Regions from separate parts of the Sus scrofa genome. Here all the other regions are linked to region 3. The links are chromatin contacts, called in public Hi-C maps. All regions are on one chromosome and are shown on one strand. Each heading gives the region's core, a stretch centred on a gene start, on an enhancer-like site or on the middle of the called end of the contact. The rest is flanking DNA. Distances are from core to core; before and after follow the strand shown. Region 1 holds the start of ZSWIM6 (zinc finger SWIM domain-containing protein 6). Region 2 overlaps LOC102161888 (a long non-coding RNA gene). Region 3 overlaps LOC102167681 (a long non-coding RNA gene). Region 4 overlaps ZSWIM6 (zinc finger SWIM domain-containing protein 6).

The links. A called contact is a pair of places that touch in the nucleus more often than the background predicts.
Region 1: a contact with region 3 is called in a Hi-C map of heart right ventricle, with 3 times the contacts expected there. The contact joins the promoter of ZSWIM6 here to the enhancer-like site in region 3. A contact is called at or near these places in 1 of 5 promoter capture datasets (liver), 6 of 47 Hi-C or Micro-C datasets (alveolar macrophages, embryonic fibroblasts, fetal heart ventricle and 2 more) and 1 of 2 datasets of contacts at active chromatin or transcription factors (skeletal muscle).
Region 2: a contact with region 3 is called in a Hi-C map of psoas muscle, with 2.6 times the contacts expected there. The contact joins two enhancer-like sites. A contact is called at or near these places in 2 of 47 Hi-C or Micro-C datasets (psoas muscle and skeletal muscle) and 1 of 2 datasets of contacts at active chromatin or transcription factors (skeletal muscle).
Region 4: a contact with region 3 is called in a Hi-C map of skeletal muscle, with 2.5 times the contacts expected there. The contact joins two enhancer-like sites. A contact is called at or near these places in 3 of 47 Hi-C or Micro-C datasets (embryonic fibroblasts, psoas muscle and skeletal muscle) and 1 of 2 datasets of contacts at active chromatin or transcription factors (skeletal muscle).

The regions. Positions count from the first base shown.
Region 1 is chr16:40,103,830-40,107,186 of Sscrofa11.1, forward strand. ZSWIM6 (zinc finger SWIM domain-containing protein 6) reads left to right here and starts at 1,670. Exons shown (of 14, transcript XM_021076973.1): 1 at 1,670-2,350. The coding sequence starts at 1,696. LOC110257311 reads left to right here and starts at 2,357. Exons shown (of 1, transcript XM_021076974.1): 1 at 2,357-3,357. The coding sequence starts at 2,794.
Region 2 is chr16:40,075,983-40,079,313 of Sscrofa11.1, forward strand. It overlaps LOC102161888 (a long non-coding RNA gene), which reads left to right. Exons shown (of 7, transcript XR_001301840.2): 6 at 822-866; 7 at 982-3,331. Among named protein-coding and RNA genes, the nearest start is that of ZSWIM6, 28 kb to the right of the region's middle. Within about 2 kb of position 1,424, at least 17 of the 83 cell types and tissues checked have an H3K27ac peak or open chromatin away from gene starts, as enhancers often do. A contact at or near this core is called in skeletal muscle, where this site is marked.
Region 3 is chr16:40,442,781-40,446,141 of Sscrofa11.1, forward strand. The region is part of intron 1 of LOC102167681 (a long non-coding RNA gene); the gene reads left to right. Among named protein-coding and RNA genes, the nearest start is that of ZSWIM6, 340 kb to the left of the region's middle. Within about 2 kb of position 1,386, at least 4 of the 83 cell types and tissues checked have an H3K27ac peak or open chromatin away from gene starts, as enhancers often do. A contact at or near this core is called in skeletal muscle, where this site is marked.
Region 4 is chr16:40,176,506-40,179,923 of Sscrofa11.1, forward strand. The region is part of intron 1 of ZSWIM6 (zinc finger SWIM domain-containing protein 6); the gene reads left to right. Among named protein-coding and RNA genes, the nearest start is that of ZSWIM6, 73 kb to the left of the region's middle. Within about 2 kb of position 1,551, at least 30 of the 83 cell types and tissues checked have an H3K27ac peak or open chromatin away from gene starts, as enhancers often do. A contact at or near this core is called in skeletal muscle, where this site is marked.

The sequences.
Region 1 (3,357 bases), core at 420-2,919, 340 kb before region 3:
GTTTATCTTCTACAACAGCGACAGTATCAGTGACATGGTTTACAGCAAAAACAGAAGGCAGGGCAAAGAGTAAGGGTGTCTCTAACGTGATAATTAAGTCTGTGTCTTGGACCCAGGTTCGACGGAGCTCTGCTGAGTGCGAAAAACAACGTCCGTAGCGTTCCTGGTTCAGCCTGGGACTCTCCGCTTCTACCCTGGCCCTGGCCCCAGCAAGCTGTGTCCTCTGTTCGCCCGCCCTGCACGCTGCCTTTACCCTGGAGGATGGGCCGCTCGGGGCGGCAGAGAGCGCGGCGCACATCCCGAGCGCCAGGGCTCCCCTCAGCCCGACGCCTGGGGCCGAGGCGTGCCAGATTCAAGTGCGCACCAAGCGCGCTCGCAGCCGCCGTCCGCTGCGGAGCAGCCGGGGCGCGCCGTCTGCAGTTGCTGGGCTGTGCGCTCGGGCCCGTAGGGTGTGTGTGTGTGTGTGTGCGCGCGCGCGCGCGCCCGCCCGTGGTGTCTGTACTCACAAAGGTGTGTTTGCTAAACCCACTGCCCCCGGGTGCCCTCCACTACGAGCCCGATCACTCTCAGGCATGGACTGGTGTATCCGCAGCGCGGCCGCGGGGGCGACAAGGGCCGGTTCAAGTTCCCCAGCTCCGCGCCGGCGAGCGGGCCGGCTTCCTCGCCCGCGGGGCTGAGGAAGCGCGAGGGCGGGGCGGCTGTGGCTGGCTCCGGACGCAAGTCGCACTGCTACTGGGCAGGTTCGGAGCGCTCTGCGCTTTATCGGACACTTTGGCAGGCTCAGGAGCCGAGACAGAGCGGACTTGGAGCTCGGGGCTGGGTGCACTGCAGCCACGAGGGGCAGCGGGGCTGGTGCTCTCCTCCTCCGCCTAGGTTTGCAAAAGTGAACTGGAAAACAGCCGCGGAACGCAGCCTCCTCCCTTTTCTCCGGCGCCGCAGCCTGGGCTGGGGGTGGGGGGAGTTCCTCCGGTCTGACTGGAGGGGAAGCGGGCGGCCGGGCAGCTTCAGCCGCACCTCCTCCGCCTTCCTCTCCACCCCGGTCCCCGGGGTTCCACGCCGCATTTCTTTGTTTTGAAAGCGCCTCCTCCGCCCAGAGGCTTTTCCCCCGGCGGGCAGGCTCTGATGGGGGGGTGGGGCATCGACCCGCCGGCCCCGCCCTCCATTTAGCTCGGACACCTCCTCCTTACTCACCTCCTATCTCCCCTTCCCTCCCCGCTGCGACCCACGAGGCGCGTCCTCACTTGCAGGACATCAAAGGATGGCAGGGAATTGGAGGGGTAAGTTGAGTAGGCTAGGGGCGCAAAGACCCACCCACCTTAGGCCAGGCCTGGCGGCCCGCCCCCTCCCGCGGGAACCCTGCCAGAGCCCCGCCCCTCCGCGTCACAGCAGCCTGACATTCTCACAACCCCACCGGCACCCAACCCCACCGCCCCCGCTACCCTGGTGTCCGCGGAGTGCTCTATTTATGTTTCAGCCCAGCGATTTGCATAGGGCCCGCCCCTGGCCCTAGGTCCCCCTATCGGTGCCCCGCCTCAGCCAGGACGTCATGGAGAAGGCCTCGCCTCTTGTGCCCATACAAGGAGCGGCGGGCCCTAGATGGCAGCGTGGCGTCGCGGCGGCGTGTGCGTGTCGCGCTTCCTTGTGCCGTTTATAGGGTCTCGGCACTTCCGCTGTCGGGTTAGAAGCGGCGCGGTCATGGCGGAGCGCGGACAGCAGCCTCCTCCCGCGAAACGGCTCTGCTGCCGGCCGGGCGGCGGCGGCGGCGGCGGCAGCGGCGGCGGGGCCAGCAGCGGCGGCGGAGGAGCGGGTGGCGGTTACAGCTCTGCCTGTCGGCCGGGCCCGCGGGCGGGCGGTGCGGCGGCAGCGGTGTGCGGGGGCGGCGCAGCGTTGGGGCTGCTGCCACCGGGCAAGACCCAGAGCCCCGAGTCGCTGCTGGACATCGCTGCGCGCAAGGTGGCTGAGAAGTGGCCGTTCCAGCGCGTGGAGGAGCGCTTTGAGCGCATCCCGGAGCCGGTGCAGCGCCGCATCGTCTACTGGTCCTTCCCCCGCAGCGAGCGGGAGATCTGCATGTACTCGTCCTTCAACACCGGCGGCGGCGCCGCGGGCGGCCCCGGCGACGACAGCGGCGGCCCCGGCGGCGGCGCGGGCGGCGCGGGCGGCGGCGGCTCCTCGTCCTCGCCGGCCGCCACCTCGGCCGCCGCCGCCGCCGCCGCTGCCGCCGCCGCCGGGGCCGGGGCCCCGTCGGTGGGGGCCGCCGGGTCGGCGGACGGCGGCGATGAGACACGGCTGCCCTTCCGCCGGGGCATCGCGCTGCTGGAAAGCGGCTGCGTCGACAACGTCCTGCAAGTCGGTGAGTCACGGGGCAGTCTGGGGGCCGTCTGTCCGTCGGTCAGTCCCTCAGGGGGGCGCCCGCCCCCTCCCCTCTGGGCAGCCCCTCAGCGCAGCGCGCGCCCGCACCCCGCCCGGTGCCCTCACCGGCCCGGACAGTCCTCCTGAGTGGAGCGCCCATTTCCTCCCCGCCCCTCCCCGCCCCCTGTCTCCCCGGACGGGCCAGCGCGAGTGGGAAATGAATCAGCAGGACGCGCCCCGCCGCGGGGTCGGCGGGGTGGGTGTCGGGTGCTCCCGGTCCCCTCCATTCCTCCCCCTCCTCCCCCGGAGCACGTCCTGGAGCCCTGCTCGCCTGTTTTGGGGGGTGAATGTGGACAAAGGCACCGGCGGACGGCCGGGCTCCGGCGGAGGGTGTGTGTGGCGGGGCCGTGCGGGGCGGGGGAGGGGGCGCGGGCCGCACAGACAATGCCGGCCGGTGCCGAGCGGGCGGCCGGGCCGAGCTCTATGCTCTCTCTCCTCTCTTTCCTTGTCTGTGGCTCGCTGAGCGTCTTTCTTTCTCCTCTCCCCCTCCCTCCCCGCCCCCTCGATTTGAGGGGAGGAAAATACATTTTAATGCCACTCGGCGGCCGCTCCTCTCAGGGCTTCGACGGGCTGGCGGCCGTGGCGCTCCAGGGGTCGCTGCGGCGTCTGGGCTGGCCCGGACGAGCTCCGCCGGTCGCCCCGGGATTTAAATGTCCTTCGCTCCGCGCCTTGCCCTGTGGGAGCTGCGCGGGCGGCGGGCTGGACGCCTCTCCTGAGGGATCTCTCCCGCCGAAGACGCCCCCCGAATTAAAGGGCGCGAGCCGGGCCGGGAGCGGCTGGCTCTTCCCCTTTCCGAGGCATGCCCGGGTTTCCTCCCGCCAGAGTTCTCTTTGCGCGAGGGGCCGGGGGTCGCGCTCCGTGCGAGCCGCGGGGAGCAGTGACGGCCCGGGGCTCGCGGCCGGCGGCTGCAGGAGCGCGAGGCGGAGGGGCTCCGAGGCTGCTCCCGCG
Region 2 (3,331 bases), core at 174-2,673, 370 kb before region 3:
CCATTCATTGCCCTGCCTATCTACGGCAGGAAGGGGGAGACCCTCACTCTGGTGGGCTTGCGGCTATAGCTCCCACTCTTTGCTGGCCTGCCAGGGCCCCTGGTGATCACCTTACAAGAAACTAAGAAAAGTGCTCACACATACCCAGAAAGATGTTCCAGATACTTTAGGTGAAAAAAAGGCAAATTGAAGACCTATATGTAATTCTTTGCATAAATACTCTAGGAAAAATTTAAAATACAGGGTAGTATATGCATGATTAAGAGAAATCTTACTTTGGATTTTAAACATGTCTGTATTGTTTGAACTTATGCTGTGAGCATATTTTCTTTGATAAAATGATAATAATAACAAAGATGTAAACAAAATTAGGGAGTTCCCTGGTGGCCTAGTGGTTCAGTCTCGGTTCTTTCACTGCTGCGGCCCATGTTTGATCCTTGGTCTGGGAACTGAGATCCCACATCCAGCCACTAAAGCTGTGGCAAAAAAAAAAAAAAAGATGTTAACAAAATTTAAAAACATCTTCAGTGTAGACAATTTGGAGGAAAAAAGAAAGAAAAATCTCTTATAATCCACCCCAACCTAGAAATATCACTATTAACAGTTTAACTTTTATTCTTTCAGTCTTTTTTCTATATGTATATATCATCTAGAAATGTACATATGTATTTACAAAATGTAATCATATTGCCCAAAATGTCTTATAATTGGCTTTACTTAATCATATATTCTTTCTAGGTTTGCATGTCATTAATGTTTCTTCTACAGTCTACAGCATGATTTTAATGACTGCTTATTTTTTCCATATTGTATGCGGCCAGTCTTCTATTGCCACACATATTGGCTGTTCTCCGTTTCTCCCCATTGTAAGTATTGACAAGCTTTTGGAGAATAATGAATCGCTGAAATATTTGGCTTGGTTTCTCTCTTTGGGTAGAGGCGGCTGCTCTGTCTTTTCTTCCTCCTCTTTGTATCCTTCAGCTTTTGGGTGAAGGCCCAGAGAGCTCTACAAGGGGCGGTGTGTGTTTAAGAAACTCAGCTAAAGAAACAAACGGATCGCAAAGAGCTCTGAACTCAGAGTGTTGGGAAAATGCTGAGCGTTGTAATTGGCCTAATGTTGCTCCCGCGAGAGATGCCATCTCCCTAGGCCTCCGAAGTTCTGGCAGGAGTTTTAACTTTTCTCATCCAACTGATGACAGACAAATATTCCTCACTTCAACAGTTACGTGCAACCCCCAAAAGATTTCCCTGAGTCTGTCAGACACTCACTGGAACTGCTTACCAGCTCATCTTTGAATATGGAAAAGCAGGCATGGTGACATCAGCAAATCAGGACTGTGGGCTGTAGGTTTCATGGAGAATATGGCCTCTTGCACAGTGTTGGCCTCTGCTCCCTGAGCCAGGCCGTTGGTCCAGTTGTGACTTAGGAAGGAATGCCACTGACAAGCCACGGGCTTGCCAGGGAATTACTCAGCAGATGCCAACAAGTAACCTCATATGATAATCAAATGTGAGCCAAGCTGCGAACGCTTTGCATAACAGCATATTTGGATTTGAGGCTTAGCTTTCAGAGCTTGAGTTTCACGTTTGCCCGAGCACAGTCCCAGGGCCCTTCCTGTGTGCCTGGCCTTTGCTTGCAAGTGCAGAGAGCAGTTCTTCCAAGAGCCAGAGCTTGGCTCTCCCCTCGAGGTAATGCAGAGCCCTGCCAGAGATCAGCTGTCTCTCATCTCTTCTGCAGTGTTTCTCCATAAGCCCTGGTTCTTACCAGTTGGCCAGCAACGTGGGTGACAATGCCTCATTTTGCTGTTTAGACACTTAATAGTCATTGCTGGTCTTGTCATGGCCTTCGATGCACCTTACCAATGAGAGAGGTTTGTTAACTGACAGCTGCTGATATCACAACATTCTACCCAGTTGTGGCTGTAGGAATTGGCAAAGTGCTACTGCATCAACATGTATTTAGGCTGTCCAAGAGCCTCTGAAAGAACCAAAAAGCTTACAGGTTTTACGCCCCTCACTCCTGGATCTGGCCTTGCTCCTGAAGATATCATGAGAGCTAGGAGTATGATGAATTTAGTATCCACGTGATGGTGATACACTCTCTGCTTTTCTGCACGAATTTGCTACAGAATGGCAGCCACAATCTGGGATCCTCTTGAGCTAGAGACCAGAGCCAAATGACTGGGCTGGCCCACCCACTTTATCAGCACTGCCTCAATATATGTCAGAGTTTTCTCAAGGCCTTGGGAGTTGTGTATCAAGGTGATATTGAACATGAGTATTCAAACAGCAATACCTTGAATGAGAGACAAAGGCTGGTCAGTGATCTTTATAATTCTCCCAAAGAAGGAACCCCTTCAAACTCCAAGCAAGAAAAAATTATTCCCATGAAATAAACCTTTAAATCTCCCCTGCTCATGCCACCGGGCTCTTTGAGATCTCTGACCTCATCAGGAGTCTGTGGTTGTGACAGGAGTGCCCAGGTTAGAGACAGGAAGAGCTGCTGTGTCACTCAGCAACAGCTATATTAGAGACACAAAGCCTTCCCTAGGACTAGGCTGATAAGGACTGAATACCTAAAAAAGTACTTTAAAAAAGAAATGAATCCATAATTAAAGATCCTCAAGAAAGAAGCTGACATTTCGACACAGACCTAATAATAAGACCTCATGGGAATTTCAAAAGTTCTCCAGAGTAGGTGTGAACAGTTGGATTTCCCTTGCCCCATCAATGAAGGTTTATCCCCACCCCCATTTCTCCATAAGGAAAAGCTGAAGGTTGATCTCTGAACCCTTTATATAATGGGCTTATCACCAAATGTGGGTTGTCATTCTCAAAGTGAAAAATCGCTTTCCTTTCAGAATGAAGGAGAACTCTTCTAACTTCTGTTAACTACAGACATACTGGGGCTTGTAGAGTCCTTACGGTGTCACTACTCTTAAGCATGAATGGCAGAAAGCAAAAAATACCCACTATAGGCAGCTATCAGTGCTTTTTGTAGCACTGGATATACTGCGGGCCAAGGTCATTATGAAAGTAAAATTTCTTTCGAAGTGAAAATATACTATTTGTGTTTTACTAGTGCAAGAGTAAAGCACAGTAAGTATCAGTGCTTTATTGGTAGGTATAAGCCTCTAAAAATCTCAACAATTTGAACCTATACTACATATCTATAGGAACATATAATGTGGCCTTTAATGATAATAATGAAAGGAAAGAATAAATTTTGGAAATTCTCTGCATAGTTTGTCATAGAAATTCATCAGTCCAAAGCCTGCAAATTATAAAGACAATTTTTGAAGGTTTAAGAGGTATGTTTCAAAGAGCTGTT
Region 3 (3,361 bases), core at 136-2,635:
ATTCTTTCATGGCATCAGGGAGACACAAAAGCCTTCCAAATGAGGAAGCTGGATGGAGAGAGGTGGCTGGAGTTGAAAGGCAACATTAGCCAGGTGTGACACCTGACTTTGCCCCACGGCAGCTGCTGCCCTGGTGCTCATTCTTGCTACTTGTCATCTTGCTGGTAGCACCCCAAGAGGCTGCTGCTGCAGGGTGTGAGTGATGACATGGTTAAATCCAAGTTGGAGCCGGTGGACAGCAGTGGAGGTGAGGACTGCCAAACACATACACCTGGTGCCACACTTGGCACTGCTGGGTGCTAGGAAGCTGTTCTTGATGATAAGCAAGATAAATATTCTGACATGGAAGCAAAGAAAAGGCAACCTAAATAGAACACGTAGAGACTTAGGAGCCATTTTCCCTCTGCAATCTACAGGGCCCTGGAGTAATAGACGCCTTCCTTAGAAAAGAATAAGGGAAGGGAGCAATTTCAGAAAACATTCAACATGAAATGCTTAGTACAACTCCTTTTCTGATATAAATGAGTGCTTAGTTTTGTGTAAAGAACAGGGACCTGTTATCACTTTTCACTCATTTGATGCATAAGATGCAAAGCTAATTTCATGGTACAGAAACACCCAAGAGGTTGCTTGCTTTCTGTTAATATAAAAGACATCTTTGACACTGGCACAGAGGATATGTATATGTACACACACACACACACATACACACACACACACACACAGGAGAGCTGATAAATGCATTAAATGCATAAATTATTTATTGGTCCTAGCACAGCATGCACTATGACAAGAAATGAGATGTATCTGTGTGATATGCTTGCACATGTAGAAGTTAAGGGAGGATTCTCAGGTAGTACCAGGCCAGAAAACATTCTGCCTTTGAAGAACAAAAGTACAAAGATGTTCCAACAATTGAAGGTTATGGTTTTGCACAATGGCATATTGTTCATTGCATTTGGAAAGAGGGCGTGGAGAAGACAATCATCTTCCCCAGCCTGGATCTCTTTAGCATGATTCCATTTAGTGTCATCCACTCAGTAAGATTTAACAAGATGTGTCTGCTAGCCTGCAAAAAAACCTGGTTGACAAGAGTGTTGTGTGTCAGGAAGCAGATCAAAAGTGGGCTTGGTGGTTGTTGAACACTGCGTACTTTTACAGAAATAAATGAATAATTTAACTCATTTTAGTACTTGTGGAGGGCACTAAACTGACAGCTCTGGGGCCCAAGTCCTGACTGCTGCCCTGGTGCATCATGAGTATAAACATGGAAGCGACTGCATCCAGCCACAAAGATGAGCCTCTTACCTCAACTAGACTGAGGAGAAAGGGATCCTATTGGTTGGTCCAAGCATGATCATGGCTGTGCAGGAGGTACTGCCGGCCAGAGTGGAGAGGAGAAGCATGTGCTAGACTATCTTTTATATAGGTGACTGGGGAGATTTTAAGAGATGGATACATTTCTGTTCATGACCCACCCCAACTGGATTTAAACCTATGAGTCTAATATGGGATGTTGATGTAGCAACTTCTTCAGTTACTATGTTTACTTCCAAACCAAAGACAAAACAAAACAATCCAAAACCCAAACCAAAATACCTTTGAACGAAGTCCCAAGAACAGGAAGAAATAGTTCCAACCCATACTCACCAAGTGACGGTTATTTTTGGCTGTGGTCTGGGCTGTGGAGATGCTCTTTGGCTGCTGTCACTGTGCATGGCCGTCTGACTGGAAATTTTGTGAGCTGGGAAAGGGTTGGTTATATTTGGCCTCTGGAAGGGAAGTTGCTGAGATAGAGAGGCACCTTTGGATCACAGGGTTTGAACCCATGCCAATGGGAGGGAAAGCAACGCACCCATTTCCTGCTGTGGAAGCCAGTGGGACAGCACAGCTGAATCCTTTGGCAGGGTTGTGGGGGAGCTCTGCAGGGCAACATGACACACTATTGCTGGGGGAGCTTATTTCAGCCCAGTGAGACCACTGTCCCTGGCTGAACCAGCCAGGAGTGCTGGCACGGGCTCAGCTACTGTGTCTGCAAAGCGAGATTCATGCCCTCAGCTTTCCTTAGCCCATGGCATTCAGTCTAGGCTACTTCCTGCTCCTGCATTCATGGAGGTTTCCACATTGTTTACTGGTTATTATTCATATGTCCCATGTTTGCTACTAGATCGTGAGTGCTTTGGTTTTACCTTTGTGATCCACATAGCTTCCACACACAAGAACATTTTAAAAATCAAACATGTGCTAGGTTGCCCTCCCCCTTTAAGCTCTAGGTTATGTATATATAAAATTATTGAATCTTCAGTTGTGTTATAAAAAGAATGACACTCCAGTCATGATAGAAAAACAGGATTATTGTTTATGAATATACCACTAAAATATGCATTTTGTAAGGCTCATTGATTTATTCCCAATTCAAGAAACCACATAGACACACAAAATGGTTCATTAGATATTCATTATACCTCCTTAGCTGCTTTTATTAGAAATGCCCACAGTGCCAATGGCAAGGTTGACGTTTTCAGGGGTTGAATCAATGCTTGAAACTCATCAATTTCTTATAGGCAGTTCTGGTGTAAGGTATTTTGATGATTTTATAGAAATGTTTTACCCCATTAAAAAGCTATAACTTAAACAGTGACGCAGGGCAGGCTCATATTAGATGATGAATGACTTTGTGTAAGAGATTTTAAATTTGTCAAATCTGCATTAGAGAACTGTATTTGGAATTGGTTAGAAGGTTGGGTGACTTCTCCAGGTGAAAATGACATTTGTTTTATGGATCCCTCCAAAACAATTCCCCGGGAGTTTTCATTTGAATAAATCACGTCCCAGTTCAGCACTCCAGAGTCAGCATAGTTGGCTTAGCTGCTTCCCTGTTTCTTCTTTTTAGGAAAAAAGGCTCAATTTCTTCATTTGTAAAGAAGTGAGACTAGGTAACCTGAAGTGAGAATCTTTATATCCTCCATTCATTCATTCACTCCACACCTGTTTACTGGCACTAAAGAAACAGCAACATACAAACCCTTGTTCTCATGGAGATAACATCCTAGAAGGTGAAAGACAATAAACAAATAAGCTCCATGGATTGGAAGTGCCCTGAGGCAGTAAAGGAGGGTATTGTGATGGTAAATGGGGCAGGTGCCACTAGCCTCTCTGAGAAAGGGTCATTTCAGCTGAGAAGCCACCTGAGTGACCATCCAGAGGAGGAGCCTTGCAAGAGCAGGGGCCAGCCAAGGCTGTGGATGGTGGTACAACAGCTGCTCTAGGAAGAGAAAGCCCTGAGTGTTTTCTTTGTGGATCTTCTTTGCCCAGCTCTAGAGCTGTGAATACTTTGCTGCATGAAAATGAATGAAGCCAA
Region 4 (3,418 bases), core at 301-2,800, 270 kb before region 3:
CATGTCTTTCATAATATAATAATAATCAGAAGCCTTAAGACTAGATTGATAGCAGTTCATCGACATAAAAATCCCTAAATTTTTGTATGACAGAAACTACCAAATTCACTTAACTGGAAAATATTTTTTGCAGCTCATACCACAGACAAAAGGCTAAATTTCCTTCATGTATAAAAATGTTCCTTCAAACTCTCATCACAGACAAGAGGCTACTTTCCTAAACATTGAGAAAGGCTACCTACAAAATAGTAAGAAAATGACAACAGTCTAACAAAAAAATGGGCAAAAGTGATGATTTTAGTAGTTCACAGGGAAATACAAATGACTTTTTATTATATTTAAAGATGCTCAACTTCATTCACATGAGAAATGTAAATTAAAACTACACTGAGATACCATTTTTTCCCCACAGATCTGTTTTCAAAAAATAAAGAAGCTTAGTAACAATGGCCTGGCAAAAGATCTGGGATCTGGAACTGCTATGAAATAAAGGAGAGGCTCTTCATTCAGGAGACAGTGTTAGGGATATAGAATCCTCATGCACTGCTGGTAGGCGGGTAAGAGATACACTTCCAGTGGAGTGGCGGTTTGTATGTAGGCACTGCTCAAAATTGCAAATACGTATTTGCTTTGACCTAGCAAATCTTAATTTAGGAATATATTCTAGGAAAATGGACATACACGATTTTCACTGTGGCTTTAGCAGAAAAATTAGAAATGGCCTAAATGCTCATGTATGGGGGTCTGGTAATTACTGTAAATTGTGGGATTCCTTGCAGTTTTGAAAAAGAAAGACAACGGAGAAAGAAGCACATGTTTACCATTTGTGCAAAAAAGGAGAAAATAGAGTATATGTGTATTTTCTTATATATAACTAAACTACTCCTGAGTGAATACAAGGGAAATAAGTCACATTAGTTTTCATGGAGTGAGAACTGGATGACTTGGGAAGAGTTGGAGGGAGAGTTTTGTCACAGCATGTACTTTTTGTACTTTTCTGTTTGTATTTTTGAAGGTAATTATCTTTTGAAAAAGTAAGTTCTGAGAGAGAACTTATGAAGGAAGAGTCTTGAAAAAAAATTGAACAATAAAATATATTGTTTTAATGAAATAGTTTAGTTTCCTTACTTGAAAAGTAGCATTGCTCTACCGGGAAAAAAGTGCGCGGTTTGAGGGGAACATATGTTTAATTAAATTGCCTCTTCAGCAATATTAAAAATCAGTCATTTGTGATTTGGGCAGAATACATTAAAATCCTGTGGATGATAGAGTTTGGAAGTTTGCTTTGAACTTCAACTGGGAAGCGAAGGGGTTAAAGGTGTGATGCAGGTAAAGGAAGGGTTAAAAGCATTATGCAAGCTGTTAAGTAAAAAGGAAGTGCATTACAAAATGCTGAGCTCAGGAGTCTGGCTGTCGGCCAAGCCTTTGCTTTCTTCACTACAGCTGAGGGCTTTCTAAGCTTCCCACCAGTGGGTTTGTCTGAACTGTTTAGGAATGCGGCCTCGGTCGCCAGCTGACGTCAGCGCCGCCGGTTCAGCCTCAGGCCAGAGCCAGGACTGACGGCACGCGGGAGGGCGGGGCTTGTATGTGACTGACGGCGCGGGGCGGAACGCATGTGTGTTAGTGATACAGCGGGGGCGGGGCGGCGCGCTGGTTTGAGGTTCCTTAATGAATATTAAATTATGATTATATATTTTCCTTGTAAAAAAGGTGGAACACTTTCTTTTCTATCGTTTTTGAAAGCCAAGGCTCTCTATTTCTTCAGTTTGAATAGTAAGTATAAGCATAAAGTTAAATATTTATAACATATATCAGATTGTCAAATTTCGCGGGCTGTTTTTATTTCAGGGAGGGAGAGAGTATAAACTATGGTGATGCTTAATGGAGGCGGGGCTAGAGAGATGATTTTTGCTGGGTAAGAGGTTCTGGATTTTTCTTGCCGAAAGTCCATTTCATTTCAGAATTGGTATGAGAAAAAATTGTAAAAACTGTCGAACGCAATTCTCTAAAAAGAACGTCAAGAAGAAATGTTGTCAATAACTGCCAATATCGAGTACAGCTCTATTAAAACCACCTATGGGCACAGTAGGTTTGAGTTACTGCTGCTGATTCTTCAGCCCCCAGAGAAAAATGTGGGCTTTTTTCTGGGGACAACTTACAAAGGTCACATTTAAAGCTGCATTTCCCTTCTTGTTTCCTGTTTTCATACGGTTAATTTTATTTTTAAAAACATGCGTTTTCCTCGACTATTTATTAATTAGATCACTTTGCTTGGTCATTTCCAAGGGTTTTTGTCAATCTTCTGGTTCACAGTTAATGTGAGTTATAGTCAGGAAAGCAAGTTTATTAGCCTTTTGTACGTGGGGAGGTGAGTGGTGTGGGGGGTGAACATGGAGTACAATACAAGTTTATAAACAAGGGTCTAAAACAGAGCCATTACATTTCATGGAAAACTTTGTTGCTTGATCAGTCCAATAAAGGAAGACTTGAGTGACTACTGAAGTTATCTGGTATAGATAATTTAATAGACTGGATTTGTGTGTTTCAGGGATGGAGGTTTTAGTCCATGAGCCTTATGCTTGTTTGTCCTTGTTAAGCCACTTATGCATGATCTTGATCATTTCTTTAGGCATTGATTGCACTTACCTTCTGGAGTTGGTCACTATAATTGCACATATGTGTAGCAGCCTGGCTAAGATTAAGTCAGCCTGTAGACCAGGAAGAAACAAAACAACAAAAAACCTGGACCTTTTTTGGCAAAAGACAACATGTTCAGCCCTGAATTGACAATTTCATAGAATTCAAGAGTGTTCTGAGTTTGTGAATAGTATTATAATTGATTTATTTTCTTTAAAGCATCAGGCTAGACTTAAGAACTTGTGTTTTTTTACTTGTGTTTTTTACTTAGATAACTTTGGCAATAATATACTTAGTGCAGAATAATAATAAAATTATGAAGAACTATAAACTATCCTTTTATATTGGGTCCAGACATTAAGGTTATTTCATTTAACATGGAATTTCCAACAGGAATATTTGGTGTATTGAACATTGATTTAGGGCAGAGGTTGTGAATTATTAGTCACCAATCATATGCCGTTGTTCACTCAGTTTTGACCTCACTGTATCTTGATTTCTCCAGGGAGAAATGCTTTTAATTAGTTCTCCCATAAGGGGACGCAAGGTGAAAAAGCCTACTGTCAAAGCATTAAAAAAAAAAAAAAATTCTGCATAGTGATCAAGTATGATTGGGTTCCCTAGGAATAAGACAGCTGAAGAAATTAAGACCTAACATGAATGCTCCCTGCTCATGTAAAGCAACCTAGCACCATTGATGTGAAGTCCTCACTGGCTCTGCCCTGTGCTCTGGGAGTGAGGACATGAGTGATTTGAATATGGATTTTGAATTAGAGTTTCC